Regions from separate parts of the Sus scrofa genome. Here region 1 is linked to region 2. Evidence: chromatin contacts called from public HiChIP or PLAC-seq data. All regions are on one chromosome and are shown on one strand. The core of a region is the stretch at or near the end of the contact, and the rest is flanking DNA. Distances in the headings are between cores, read along the strand shown. Region 1 overlaps DNTT (DNA nucleotidylexotransferase). Region 2 overlaps BLNK (B-cell linker protein).

Region 1 (6,782 bases), core at 136-2,635, 90 kb before region 2:
TGGCATTGCTGTGGCTGGCAGCTACAGCTCCGATTTGACTTCTAGCCTGGGAACTTCCATATGCCATGGGTGCTGCCCTAAAAAAGAAAGAAAGAAAAAGAAAAAAGAAAGCTCTCCTCTTTCCCTGAGGAGTTCAGAGCATTCCATCCAATGGAGAAAGATGCACAGTAGATCTGACCACAGGCACAGAGAACTTAGGACTCCACGCAAGGGGGTTCTATTTCAATTAGTGTGGCAACAGCAGTCTACGTTATGTATCAGATACAAGAAAACACTCGGAAGGTTGTGGTGTCACTGGAAAACCAAGGTCTAGAGAGGAGGGAAGATGAAATCATTCTTAAATTAGCACCTTGCACACTGCCTGAGACTTTGAGGTGCCACTTCATTTTTATTTGCAGAGGGCTTTAGCTCAGTGTCTTTCAAACTTGCTTATGACCCAGAGTTAAAAACACACGTTTCACCGTGACCCCAAATAGAGATAGATGTAGATGCAGATATGCTTATAACATCCCACTAAATTAACCTCACAGCCCATTAATAGGTAGTGACCAGCCTTGGAGAAATACTGCTTTATGTGTACATCAAAGCATGTGATGGAAGATCCTGTTATCTTTTCTCTAATGAGTACTGAGCACTCACCCTGTTTGAGCATCATCTGAGCACTCTTATATACATCATCTCATGTAATACATAGCTTCCGAAGTAAATGTTATACCAGTCACACTTCAAAAATGAGGAAACTGGGAGTTCCTGTGTGGCTCAGCAGATTAAGAAGCCGACGAGTATCCATGAGGATGTGGATTCCATCCTTGGCCTCGCTCAGTGGGTTAAGGATCTGGTGCGGCCACAAGTTGCAGCATAGGTCACAGATGCAGCTCAGGTCTGGCATTGCTGCGGCTGTGGTGTAGGCCAGCAGTTGCAGCTCCGACTTAAGCCCTAGCCTGGGAACTTGCATGTGCCCCAAGTGCGGCCCTAAAAAGAATAAAAGAGGAAATTGAAGAACAGAGAGGTTAAGACATCCTGAAGGTCACACAGCTGGTAAATGATATTTATCCTTTTGATTGTCTTTTCTGGGTCAAGCATGTTATTTCTGGTTTTTAACAAGGTTTCACAGTCAGCGTCATCTTTGGAACCAGTCATTTTTAAGGCTCCTTCAGTTCAAATAGTCTATGGATCTGGGAAATAGCAACAGCAAATAGTGTATATAGGCATCTAAGAGAAAAATGGAATTAGTTTCTCTTTCCCACTTCTTGTGCTTGACTTCTTTTTTTCTTCTTCTCCTTTTCTTGATTGACTCTTGGATTATTTTTTGTCTCATTGTTATATCCACAGCCCTAGGTTCCTTGTGGTGGTGATGGGAAGCAGTTAGTTACCAAAGAAGAAAAGGGAAGTTTCTGGGCATCAGCATCATATGTGAAACAGACAGCTAACATTTTGTTATGATAGGACGTGAGCCAGGGACAAGATCTGCAAGTAGAGTATGAAGAAGGAAAAGAATTTGGTGTGGGTTGCGAGAGGTGGATGGCTTTGTAGAAAAGCGGGCTCTGGCCCCAGTCTTGATGGAAAGGAGAGACAGGTGTCTGGAAGGCAGGACTTTGGGTCCTCCTGGAAGAAAAGTTTCAGAGGACAGAGGAAAGGAAGGACGTTGGCCTGAACTGGAGTGAAGAATTCATGTTGGGAAGTGGTTGTAGATGCAGCTGAGTCAGTGGGGGCAACCGCACTATAGACAGTCTTTGAAGCCTGGTTGAGGAAGTTGGATCTGGGGTTTTGGAGCCACTGGCAGCTTTTACGAGCAGGACATTGATGGCATTGCTATACACACACACACACACACACACACACACACACATATATATACACATACATATATATATATACACATACATATATATATATATATTTTTTTTTTTTTGGTCTTTTTGCCATTTTCTTGGGCCGCTCCTGTGGCATATGGAGGTTCCCAGGCTAGGGGATCTTATCGGAGCTGTAGCCACTGGCCTACATCAAGAGCCACAGCAACACGGGATCCAAGCCGAGTCTGCGACCCACACCACAGCTCAGGGCAATGCTGGATCCTTAACCCACTGAGCCAGGCCAGGGATCGAACCGCAACCTTATGGTTCTTCATTGGATTCGTTAACCACTGAGCCATGACGGGAACTCCGGCATTGCTATATGTTATTTAAAGAGACTAATCTGGTACATATAATGATTTGGAGAGGGGAGTTATGGAATGAGGAGGGTTGAGGAGGGTTGGGAGCTCCTTTAGCGGATAAATCATTGAACCAGATATAAGATGATTTTTAACCTCAGCCTGGTTCCTGCAGTGCTAGAAAGGAAGGCAAAGGAGACTTTATGATGGACAGCTGGCATTAGCTCACCTATAACAGGTGAAGTGGAGAATAGAGTCAAATATTACTCCTGCCTATCTATCACAGTCAAGCGTCATCATTTGTGGTAGAAATAGGGATGCAGGAAGGTGCAACTCTTTGGGGCAAGGGGGTGGGGAGCGGAGGAATTGAAGTTTATTTCAGGCATGCTGCATTGGAAGGATGGCTAGAGATCCAGATGAAAATATCTGGCTGATAGTTGGGATCGGAGGCTGGCACTGGGAGAGAGGTGAGGGCTGGAGATCAGAGCTGAGACCATCTGGAAGGCAGGATGGGCAGCACGCCCAGGCAGAAGTAAGTCAGGGTAAGACAGCCTTTGGCAAGGGCTGAGAGGAGACGGCTAGCTGGGTCTTCCCTGTTGTATGCCCACATAATTCCAAAGATTATTTATGGTAAACTTATTGGAAGCTTGTTGTGTTTTCTTTGTTGAAGACACAACAAAAGAATTAGCAGTGTTACATAGTCATTACTATCCCTTCTGTATTTCTGCCCTTTGAAAGGAAACTTTATTACTATATTACTATCGTTATATAACATTTATTGTTATTATTATTATAAACAGGGTTTTGTCTAAACCTCAGAGGGAGGAGGGTGTGCTGAGCAGGAGCTCTGGGACTCGGCTTCCAAATTAAAGCCCCTCGCCATCCACTCTTGCGCCCCACTGCATCCCCCCGCCCCAGTACCTCTTCACTTGGGATTTCCTGGGACAGTGTGGGGATGTCTGAGCTCACCTGTTGGGTGAGGACCACATGCATCTCTTACAGAAGTCACAGAAGCCTGTTCGTGCACATAGGCTATACATCCTATGAAAGGAAAATCCTGACTGAAACTTCCAATCCCTGCTCATTAAGCAACTGGCAAACCAAAGAAAACAACAGCAACGATAATAAAGCCATACAAAAAGAAAAAAAAAATCAAACAAAACCTCTCCTGCCATTCACCCGGTGCTACTTAAGAGTTCAGTATGACGTGTACTTACAAGGTAAGAGATTGAAAGTCAGCATTAGAAACTTCAGCATCAGCACAGTACAACCATATCTTGGAGATACCGTGGGTTTGGTTCCCAATCACAATAAAGCCTTTGCTCGCCTTCAGTTCTGAGCCCTTAGCAGACAGTATTCCCCAAGGAGGGTCACCACCTCTAGCCTGTTTTGCTGCCGATATTGTATTGCTGTGTCATGGCAGCTGTGTGCTGGTATAGCGGTTCTCTCTGCCCTGTTGATACTCCAATATAAACACTGATAATATTAGAATATTAGTATGTGCCAGAACCACGGTGGGCACATTTCATACAATACCTCATTTAAGTGTCAGTAACACAATGACAGGTATGATTATCCCCGTTTAAAAGTAAGAGAGCTTAGGTAGAGACATTAAAAATCACCCAGCTACTAATCAGTGGAGCAGGGATTTAATCTGATGTCTGTTGTAACCCCAAACCTGTGTGCTGGACCCCAGTGACCAACCCCTCTGTGATGTTGGCTTATCCCATGGCTGCGGCGAGAGTGTCCCTTTCCTCAGAAAGAATAACATCTGAATGGGTATGACTGCTGTCATTACCATCACCCTGAAGATTCTCTCCAAAGAGCACAAAGAGAGATGGAATGACACTTCCTGTACAACACTATTAGACACACTCTCCCTGCTGAGCCATGTAGAATTCACGTTGTGATGTTTTAGGTCCAATGTACATGGGCTACCATAAGGACTGTCCCAGAAAGTCTGAAAGAAGAGTTGCCATAGCTACACACCAAGATGGAGAGTTCACAGGAGGCTGTCAGGCTCCCTAAGTTCTGTGTTTTGCCTAAAGTATAGAGGAATATAGGATGAGCCCCAGGGCTCCTCTTCCAAATTCAGCTCCCTCACCATCCACAGTTATCGTCCCTGTTCCTCTACCACCATCTCTTCACCTAGAGTATGACAGAGACATCCAGAGTGCCTGGGGAGGAGTTCCCATTATGGTGCAGTGGAAACAAATCTGACTAGGAACTATGCGGTTGCAAGTTTGATTCCTGGCTTAGCTCAGTGGGTGAAGGATCCAGTCTTGTCATGAGCTGTGGTATAGGTTCCAGACATGGCTCGGATCCAACATTGCTATGGTTGTGGTGTAGGCAAGCAGCTGTAGCTCTGATTCGACCCCTAGCCTGGAAACCTCCATATGCTATGGGTTCAGCTCTAAAAAAAAAAAAAACAAAAACAAAACCAACAAAGCAGAATGCCTAGGGAGGTGCCATAAAACAATTAAGAAACAATTAAATATTGGTATATATAAAAGAAAAAGAAATACTTCAGACTACTAGCAAGAATAACTATGTGTATGCATGGGCCCACACGCGTGTGTGTACACGCGCACATGCACACATGTATATTCTTATTCAATTCCTGCAAGAGACTTATGAGGTGGGCAATAAAGTTAGTATAATTTCAGATGAGAAAGCCAAGGCCTTTAGAGGTTACATGAAGCCAAGATTCAAACCCAGGTGTGCATGACTCAAGCAATCTCTTAACGTCTACTAGACTGTGGTTAGACCCCTGCATGAGGTTTTGTTTTAAGCATTTTTCTATATTTCCCCACTTTCAGTCTTGAACCATCTATCATCACTTTTTTACTTCAGGGAAAAAATACACACGGATGTCATTTTCAAGGGAAAATAAACCTGGGGCTGGGGTTGAGGTAGTCTCTGTCCTGCCCTGGACTTTCTTCTTATGATAAAAGGTGGCAGCAAGCCTCAGGCAGCTGCCCTTAACCTCTTCTAAAGACCCTAAGGCACTCTGGCTGCTCCTGAAATATTGGTGGATTCGGTTCTTTAAGTGCACTCAGTTTCTTAGTCAAGATCAATTAACAGTGCCTTGAGAGTTCCTGTTGTGGCTCAGCGGAAAAAATCCAACTAGGAACCATGAGGTTTCGGGTTCAATCCCTGGCCTTGCTCAGTGGGGTAAAGATCCGGTGTTGCCATGAGCTGTGGTGCAGGTCGCAGACTCAGCTTGGATCTGTCATTGCTGTGGCTGTGGCATAGGCTGGCAGCTATAGCTCCGATTAGACCCCTAGCCTGGGAACCTCCGTATGCTGTGGGTGTGGCCCTAAAAAGACAAAAACAAAACAAAACAAAAGCCTTGGACTAGGTTTGGGAGGGTGTGAATCCATTATAGGGATTCTGAACTAGGATTTGTCCCTCAGTTTCCTACAGGGAAAAACATGCAGGGTCTTCTTCAATCAGTGCTGAACTGAAACATAGTTGACTTGGTCCTTGATGTCCCTGAGGGAAGGGGCAAACGTCATGATCTGCATGATTATAGTCATGCCCAGTGCCCAACTCACAGCCAGATTCACAGTAATGGTCAATAGGGAGACCCCGGCAGAATGAAGAAACCCAACAGATTAATCCATAGCTCTAAAGGCATGTTTCTAAAAGTCTAGCATCTACCAGGGATACTCAGTCCCTGGCTGAAGCAGTTACCAGCCCTGTCAATAAAAGGGAAGGGGGGAGTTCCCGTTGTGGCACAGTGGAAATGAATCCGACTAGTAACCATGAGGTTTCGGGTTCACTTCCTGGACTCAGTCAGTGGGTTAAAGATCTGGCACTGCTGTGAGTTGTAGTGTAGGTTGAAGATGAAACTCAGATCTGACGTTGCTGTGGCTGTGGTGTAAGCCGGCAGCTGTAGCTCCGATTTGACCCCTAGCCTGGGAACATCCATATGCCGCAGGTGTGGCCCTAAAAAGCAAAAAAAAAAAAAAGAGAAAACAGTCTCTAATTCTCCCTGGAGATTCCTCATATTTCAAAGCCACCCCAGAGCCCAAGAACTACACTTTGTGAAGCAGCGCTGCTGAGAAAGATCACTCTTTCCCTGCCCCAGCTTGGATTCGATCCCCACACTGGACTTGAGGCTCAGTTACAGCAATGTTTCTCCACATGGTACTACTTACTGAGCTACAGGTATATGAGGTAATTTTAGGGAGAACACAATCAAACACTTTAAAAGTTTATGTTTATTTATATTTATATTTTAAAATTATGCATCTCGAACCCATTGTTTTGACAGATGTTATTCCTTAGGACAAAGCTAATTTTACAATGATTACAATGATTACAACGATTCAGCTTTGGGGCAATTCAAATAAACGCATTAAGTATGTAATAACACACGTGGTAAAAAGAAATGATAAGAATTATGAATGTGGCCTGCAGAGGTCCAGAAAGCTCCAAATTGAGAAATAAACTCATATATCTTTCTTCTTCTTCTTCTTCTTCTTTTTTTTTTTTTTTTTTAACCTTTCCACATTCACCTTCAGCATATGGAAGTTCCTGGGCTAGGGGTTGAATGCTGCGTCTTGTCTGCAACCCACACCACAGCCATCCTTCTTTGCAGGGAGCCAAACTAACACCCCAGTCT
Region 2 (6,224 bases), core at 3,469-5,968:
AAAAGTTTTTTTTTCTTGCATTTTTTAAAGTTTTATTAAAGTATAGTTTATTTACAATGTTGTGATAAGTTCTGCTGTACTACAAAGTGATTTAGTTATACATATATACATACCCACTCTTTTCCAGATTCTCAAACCTAGAAAAGTTTTGTAACTTTCCTGAGCCTCTAATTCCAGATCTAGAGATAAGAATACCTATCTTTTAGGTTATTATGAGAATTAAAGAGAAAGTAAATTAATAGTAATAGTCATCATTCATTGGGCTTTTACTCTACATAAAGTACAATTCTAAGTACTTTCCACAAGTTATTTCCTTTTCATTCTCTCAAAACCCTATGGTACAGGTACTACTAATAATGTCCATTTTAGCGATGAGAAAACTGAAGCACAGAGGTTAAGTAATTTGCCTAAGGTCACACTGCTAGCAGATGACAGAATCAAGATTTTGAGCAAGGCAGCCTGACCCCAGAGCCCAAGCTCAAAACCCTGCATTTCTTGGTCTGGAGCAAGTGCTGGCGTGGGAGACATTCTGGCCATTCTCATGTGTCTCATGATGCAAGGGGTTGTGCCCTCAGGCTTGGGAGGGCCACATGATCTCAAAGCCTGGGAGTGGCAAGGGGAGGATGTGTGGCATGGGACTATGACACAGTAAATAGTGTATAAACCCCAAACCATGTACACAACACAGCAAGTAAGGCTTTCCTGACAAGGAGGCCCAACTAGCATCTCAGCTTCCTGGCAGGGGTGTGTAATCCTATACCAGCTGGCCCATATTCAACTTGAACTTACCCTCCTGAAAATCTTACTCACTACACTGGAAGCTTTCTTGGATCCATTGCTTTGCGGTAGCCATGCTGCAGAGTTGCCATTAGAATGAAATAGAATTGGTGTTATTTTGAGGGTTTATTAAGACATTGCCAATACCCCAGACAAGAATGAGCAACATAACACAGTACTTTGTGTGACAGGCTTGGCAAAGCACTTCGTATGTATTACATTACTTGATTCTCATACAAACATGAGGTGGGCACTTTCTTATCCTTGTTTTACAGATGAGGAAATTGAGCTTTAAACAATTAGAGTCCTGGTTCACTGCCAAGCAGGTAGTAAAGAGCAATGCCAGGACTGGAACCCAGGGAACGTGGTTCTAAAACCATTATCCAGGAGCTCCCTTGCGGTACAACAGGTTAAGGTTGTGGCATTGTTACTGTAGTGGCTGGGGTTTGATCCCTGGCCCAGAAACTTCCACATGCCATGGATGCAGCCAAAATAAAAATAAGTAAGTAAGTAAGTAAATAAATAAATAAATAAAACAAACAACTACCTATACACTTCGGAAGGCTCTCTGAGATGCTGGAAAACCACCCACTACTTGGATCTAGTACTTCGGATCATTGTGCTTTTCAGTCTGGGCAATGGCTTGTTAGGTTGTGACTCTTTGAGTGTGATGCTGTGAGCTGCCTGTGGGGCCAAAGATGAATGGAGCTGAGGGGCTGGGGAAGGATGCTAATCCAATAACCTTTACCACATGGTGCTTTTCTCTCTTTTCTACCTTCATGTATCACAGGGCCTGCACTGGGCCATGCTTGGTTTTATTTGATGCTCAGTGCAGGGCCAGGCAGTTCACATGAGATTTTGGTTGAAGGCGGCAACACAGCCTGGCCTGTGATCCAGCCCTCACGGTCACCAGCTGTGTGCCTCAGACGGATGTTACAACCTCTCTTAGGCCCAGTTTCCTCAACTGTAAGAGGAATAATAGAGATAATAATGGCACCTACCACATAGTACTGTTTTGAGGATAAATGAAGAAATATTTATAACACTTCCCCTGGCATCCAGCACATGGGAAGTATTCAATAATGGAATCTATGTTATTATCCTCATTTCACTCATTCAAGTCATTTATTGGTTTATCCTTTTATTAGTGCATGGATTACAGATGCAAATGCCATCCAGGTCCAAAGATAAATTAAAAAGGTCTTGCTTTTCAATACAGAGAGACACAGATGACTTAGTCACAGCACAGAGTAGAATGAGGTACGTGGGACATCGCAGTGCCAGCAGCACCTACGAGGGTCCAGAGACTTGACTTGGAGAATGAAGCTCCTTCTTAGTGCTTACTGTTTATATGTTTTTCCCATAAGAGGGCACTGTTGCTGCCATTGCTGATCCAAAGTATGTCCACTCTGATCCAAAGACCTCTTTCCTATCCCCACCTCAGCTCCACAATTCTTTTCCTGGTGCCTCTGTGGCACTCCCCTGGAGCTGGAGTCAGTGGTCTGCTGTGGCAGGCAGGAGATAGAAATGGCAAGTTAAAGTTCTATTGAAGTTCTGGGGGATTCAGGGGACATCCACCAGGCCTTCTAGCAGTGGCGGCTCAGTGCAGGGAGCTGGGATCCTCTATGGCGCAGTCATCAGAGCCACTCTGCTATCTGAACCTGTGTCTGGTAGATCTCCCTCAGAACGGAGAGAATTATATTTAGCCTCCAAGGTCAGTTTATGTGATGGGATTGATGTGAAGCTTCTCATACTCTAAATGAGTTTTGGAGAAAGAGGATCAAGTGGTCTTCTTGGCTGTCATGATCTAGAGCTATTTTATTCTTCAAGATCAAAAGTGACTTTAAGACCTGTAACATTCATTTTTATACCCCCTGAGGAGCCTAGGACAGTGCCTGCACCGTGAACCTCAAGGACAGCAAAGCAGCGTGGTGCTGTGGATCAGAGCTTGCTCTTGGAAATCAGTCAACCTGCAGGGCTCAACTCCTGGCTTTACCATTTACTATCTGCTTTATATTCTTTATGCCCCAATTTCCTCATAAGGTTTTTGAGAGAGCTATGTGAATCCAAAGCTCTGGTAATGTTGCCTGGCATGTAGTAAAGCACTAGATAAAATAAATTTTTAATAAAAAAGGTAATGTTAAAGCTAGACAGAATCATAGAAGTTATTCTCTTTTATAGATTTGGAATTTTATTTTATTTTATAGATCTGCAAACTGAGGCCCAGAGATATTAGATGTTCTTACCTATGCTCCAACTAGTTGGGAATGGAGCCTAGATGAGAATTTAGGTCTATCTGACTCTGTCCAGCTCTTCCTACTACACCATCCACCTGCTGATTCCAAGAAATCCTTGAAAGCAACACAGTATGGATTGCTACTCCAAGGTGCCAAAGGGTCCCTAGACAAAGACATATAAGGGTCAGATGCACTATTCCTCTGCCCCAGTGGGACTTAATTCTCAATACACTGAGAACTGACTTTTTTTTTTTTTTAACAAAAGGATTTGAAAGTAAGTGAACCCGAGATGACTGTAATAACTGTTCAAGGCCTAGTAGATGGGAGCAGGAAGCCCAAGGGGAGGGAAGGGGGGTGTGGGGTATTTGTGGACAGGGTGGAGCAGTAAAGCTGAGCTCTAAGCTTGTGCATTCTCTTTCCCACATGCCATTTCAGAGAGCCCAGCTGACGAAGAGGAGCAGTGGTCAGATGACTTTGTAAGTACTTGTTCCTGGGACTAGGAGGGTACCATTTCTCCCAAGGCCTCGACATGCTGGTGGTCAAGGGCACATCACAGAGGGGATATGGCTGGTCTGGAAGGGCCACCTGTAGACTAGGCAGCAATAACGTCCCAGGGCTGACTTGGGCAAGCACCTCTATGTGCCAAGCTAAGGGCTTTAGACTCATTACCTCGTATAACCCTCACCACAGCCCTGTAAGTAGGCAGTCTTACCCCATTTTCCCCTGGTCTTCAGAGTACTCCCCAGCACAGCCAAAACAGATGTTAATATGTTGAAATACCTCCAAATCAGTTGGCAAATGCCTCTGCCCTGAATTCCCCCATACTCCATCACTGTTTGGTCCCTGCTAGGAGGCCTAAACAAACCAACAACTAAAGAGCGAATGCCTCCCACATCAGGGGTGTTTCTGGGCCACTTTTGAAGGTCATGGTCGGTATTAGTTGTCACAATTTAAGCATCAGGCCTGCCCGTTTTACAGGTGAAGAAACCACAGCCTGGAGAGTTTAAGTGACGTGCAGTTCCAAAATTCAAACCCAGGCTCTCAGATCTCAGAATCAGGTTTTCAAAACCCAAAGTGCTTACTGTGACCAAGAGCCTGTGAACAGACTCTGGGGGCCACAAATGGAGAGGGAGGGACCTGACCATGATGCCATCGGGAGTGGTATGTCAGAATTAATTGTAAATCTCTTCAAGGTGGCTCTGCAACCAAATAGCCACTTCTCTTTTGGGCTGGACTTAGAGGGCCAAGACACCCTAAGAATTTTTCTTCACGATGATTATTCTTCACGTATTAAATTCACACAGAATGTCAGTCTGCTCCAATCTGTGCTTTTTATATCTGGAAGGGATCCCAGGGGGCCTCCACACAAACACATACCCCATAAGAAACTGAGGCCAAGGCCATGACAATGACTTCCTGACCAACACTAGTTACTCAGTAGCATAAGAACCCAGGACCTCTGTCCAGTGCCCAGAATTGAGCCTGGGCCCGGCTCCACACTGTGTGCACTACCTGGAGTTTTATTCAGAGTGCGCCCTGGAGCACCACCTGGGGTTTATTCAGAGTATTAGGAAATGGGAGTTCCTCCCTTTTCAACTTTAGAGAAAGGATTTTTAAAAAGAAGGGATGAGGTGGCCTCTCTGTGGGTCACTTAGAGTTCCTCACAGCACTGGTCCCTCAGAAGCACTGCAGCTGCGCCCCCTGCTGGCAGCATGCCCTGGGCTGCATATGAAGCAAAGCTTTAAAAAGCAAAGCAGGCAGCCAAAAACACTGAACTTACTGGCTGGATAAAAAAAGCACATGGCTGGGACTTAGAAAACACAAAATCATCCTGGATAGGGAAGAATGACTTGTGTCCCAAAGTCAAACAACCAAAGTGAAGATACCAGCTACAATAAGGATTGTATGAACATTTATCTTATTATTTACCTTATTCTAATTAGGTAATCATAATTCTCTTTGTACATAGGATGAAATCAGGCTTGTTGCTAAAGCCTCCAGGTCTGATGAAATCCATCCCCTACAGACCTGCTGGCCTTCCCCACACCCCCTCAGCAGGGCTCTGCTCATCACAGCCCAGGCTCACAGGCCTGCCCTCAGTTCCTATTAAAGACCAAGGTCCCTGGCTCAGTGATTTTAGACTCATGGTCCTTGGGCAGGTGATGGAAGAAGGGAAGAGAGAAGCCAAAGAGTGCCCCTATCCTCTTTCACTTGGTCGGCCTCTTCTTGTACTTCAGACTTGGCTTAAGTGTCCCCTTCTCATCAGGAAAGCCTTTCTGGAACCCCCACCCAGGCAGAACCCCTTCTTCCATTGCTCTCTCAGGACCCCAATCATTCCCTTCAGGGCAACTATCAGAGGAATACCTATTTTATCTGTCTGATGACCTACTTACTATTTATTATTCATTATTTGTTGTTGGTCTGTCCTGTTAAAATATAATAAGTTCTGCGAGGCCAAGGACTGTGCTGAGAGTCAAGCACTTAATTGCTTAAACGAATGATAGACAATTTGAGGTTTTTGTCTAGTTACATATTCCCTTCTTCAGAGTTTCCATCAGATTGTCCAAAGTATTGTATTGCACTTGCTCAAGTACTGAATGAATGAATGAAAACATTTTGTTGTCATCATTTAGAATAATTTGGGGGGAAGATTTTTTAAAATTCTCAAAAGTTTGAAAGATTCCCTTTTAATTCTCTTGATGAAAAGGCATTCAACACATTTTATTGTGCGTGGAGTAGGAGGGGCTTATAGTATATCTCCTACAGAAAAGACTTTCCAAATGAAGGGCCAGATCGGCACTTACTGAGCACCCATTCCCTCCTCCTCAGTCCCTTCAGAGGCTGGGGCAGCAGCTCAGTGCATGAATTCACTCCATGGATGTTGGGTGTGCACCTGCCCTGTAGCAGGTCCCATGGTGGGTCCTGGATATACAGTTTCAGTCCGGTCCTCATGGGGACACAGCCTGGTAGGCAACCCAGTGCTGGAGGACAGCTTCCAGGAACAGCAGATGTAGTGTCTCTCATCCTTTACCCTCTCTGCCACCTCCGCCAACTCTGCCACCCTGATCCTCTTAGTCAGGCTGCTGTGCCTGAGGGGCTGCCAGGACTCCAGAGTCCTCTCCAGGATGCACACTGATCCCCAGCCTACAGTAGCAAAGTCTAGGGAGTCTCATCCCTGCTCCATGAACTGAAACAGAGTGGGATGCCCCA

What was found. HiChIP or PLAC-seq counts read pairs in DNA pulled down with a chosen protein or histone mark.
Region 1: an H3K27ac HiChIP or PLAC-seq map of alveolar macrophages shows a contact between it and region 2. The contact joins two enhancer-like sites. A contact is called at or near these places in 10 of 47 Hi-C or Micro-C datasets (embryonic fibroblasts, fetal skeletal muscle, mesenchymal stem cells and 4 more) and 2 of 2 datasets of contacts at active chromatin or transcription factors (alveolar macrophages and skeletal muscle).

What each region holds. Positions count from the first base shown.
Region 1 is chr14:107,757,529-107,764,310 of Sscrofa11.1, reverse strand. The region is part of intron 1 of DNTT (DNA nucleotidylexotransferase); the gene reads right to left. Among named protein-coding and RNA genes, the nearest start is that of DNTT, 10 kb to the right of the region's middle. Within about 2 kb of position 1,385, at least 3 of the 83 cell types and tissues checked have an H3K27ac peak or open chromatin away from gene starts, as enhancers often do. A contact at or near this core is called in alveolar macrophages, where this site is marked.
Region 2 is chr14:107,671,120-107,677,343 of Sscrofa11.1, reverse strand. BLNK (B-cell linker protein) reads left to right here. Exons shown (of 17, transcript XM_001928233.5): 4 at 3,450-3,490. Among named protein-coding and RNA genes, the nearest start is that of BLNK, 41 kb to the left of the region's middle. Within about 2 kb of position 4,718, at least 4 of the 83 cell types and tissues checked have an H3K27ac peak or open chromatin away from gene starts, as enhancers often do. A contact at or near this core is called in alveolar macrophages, where this site is marked.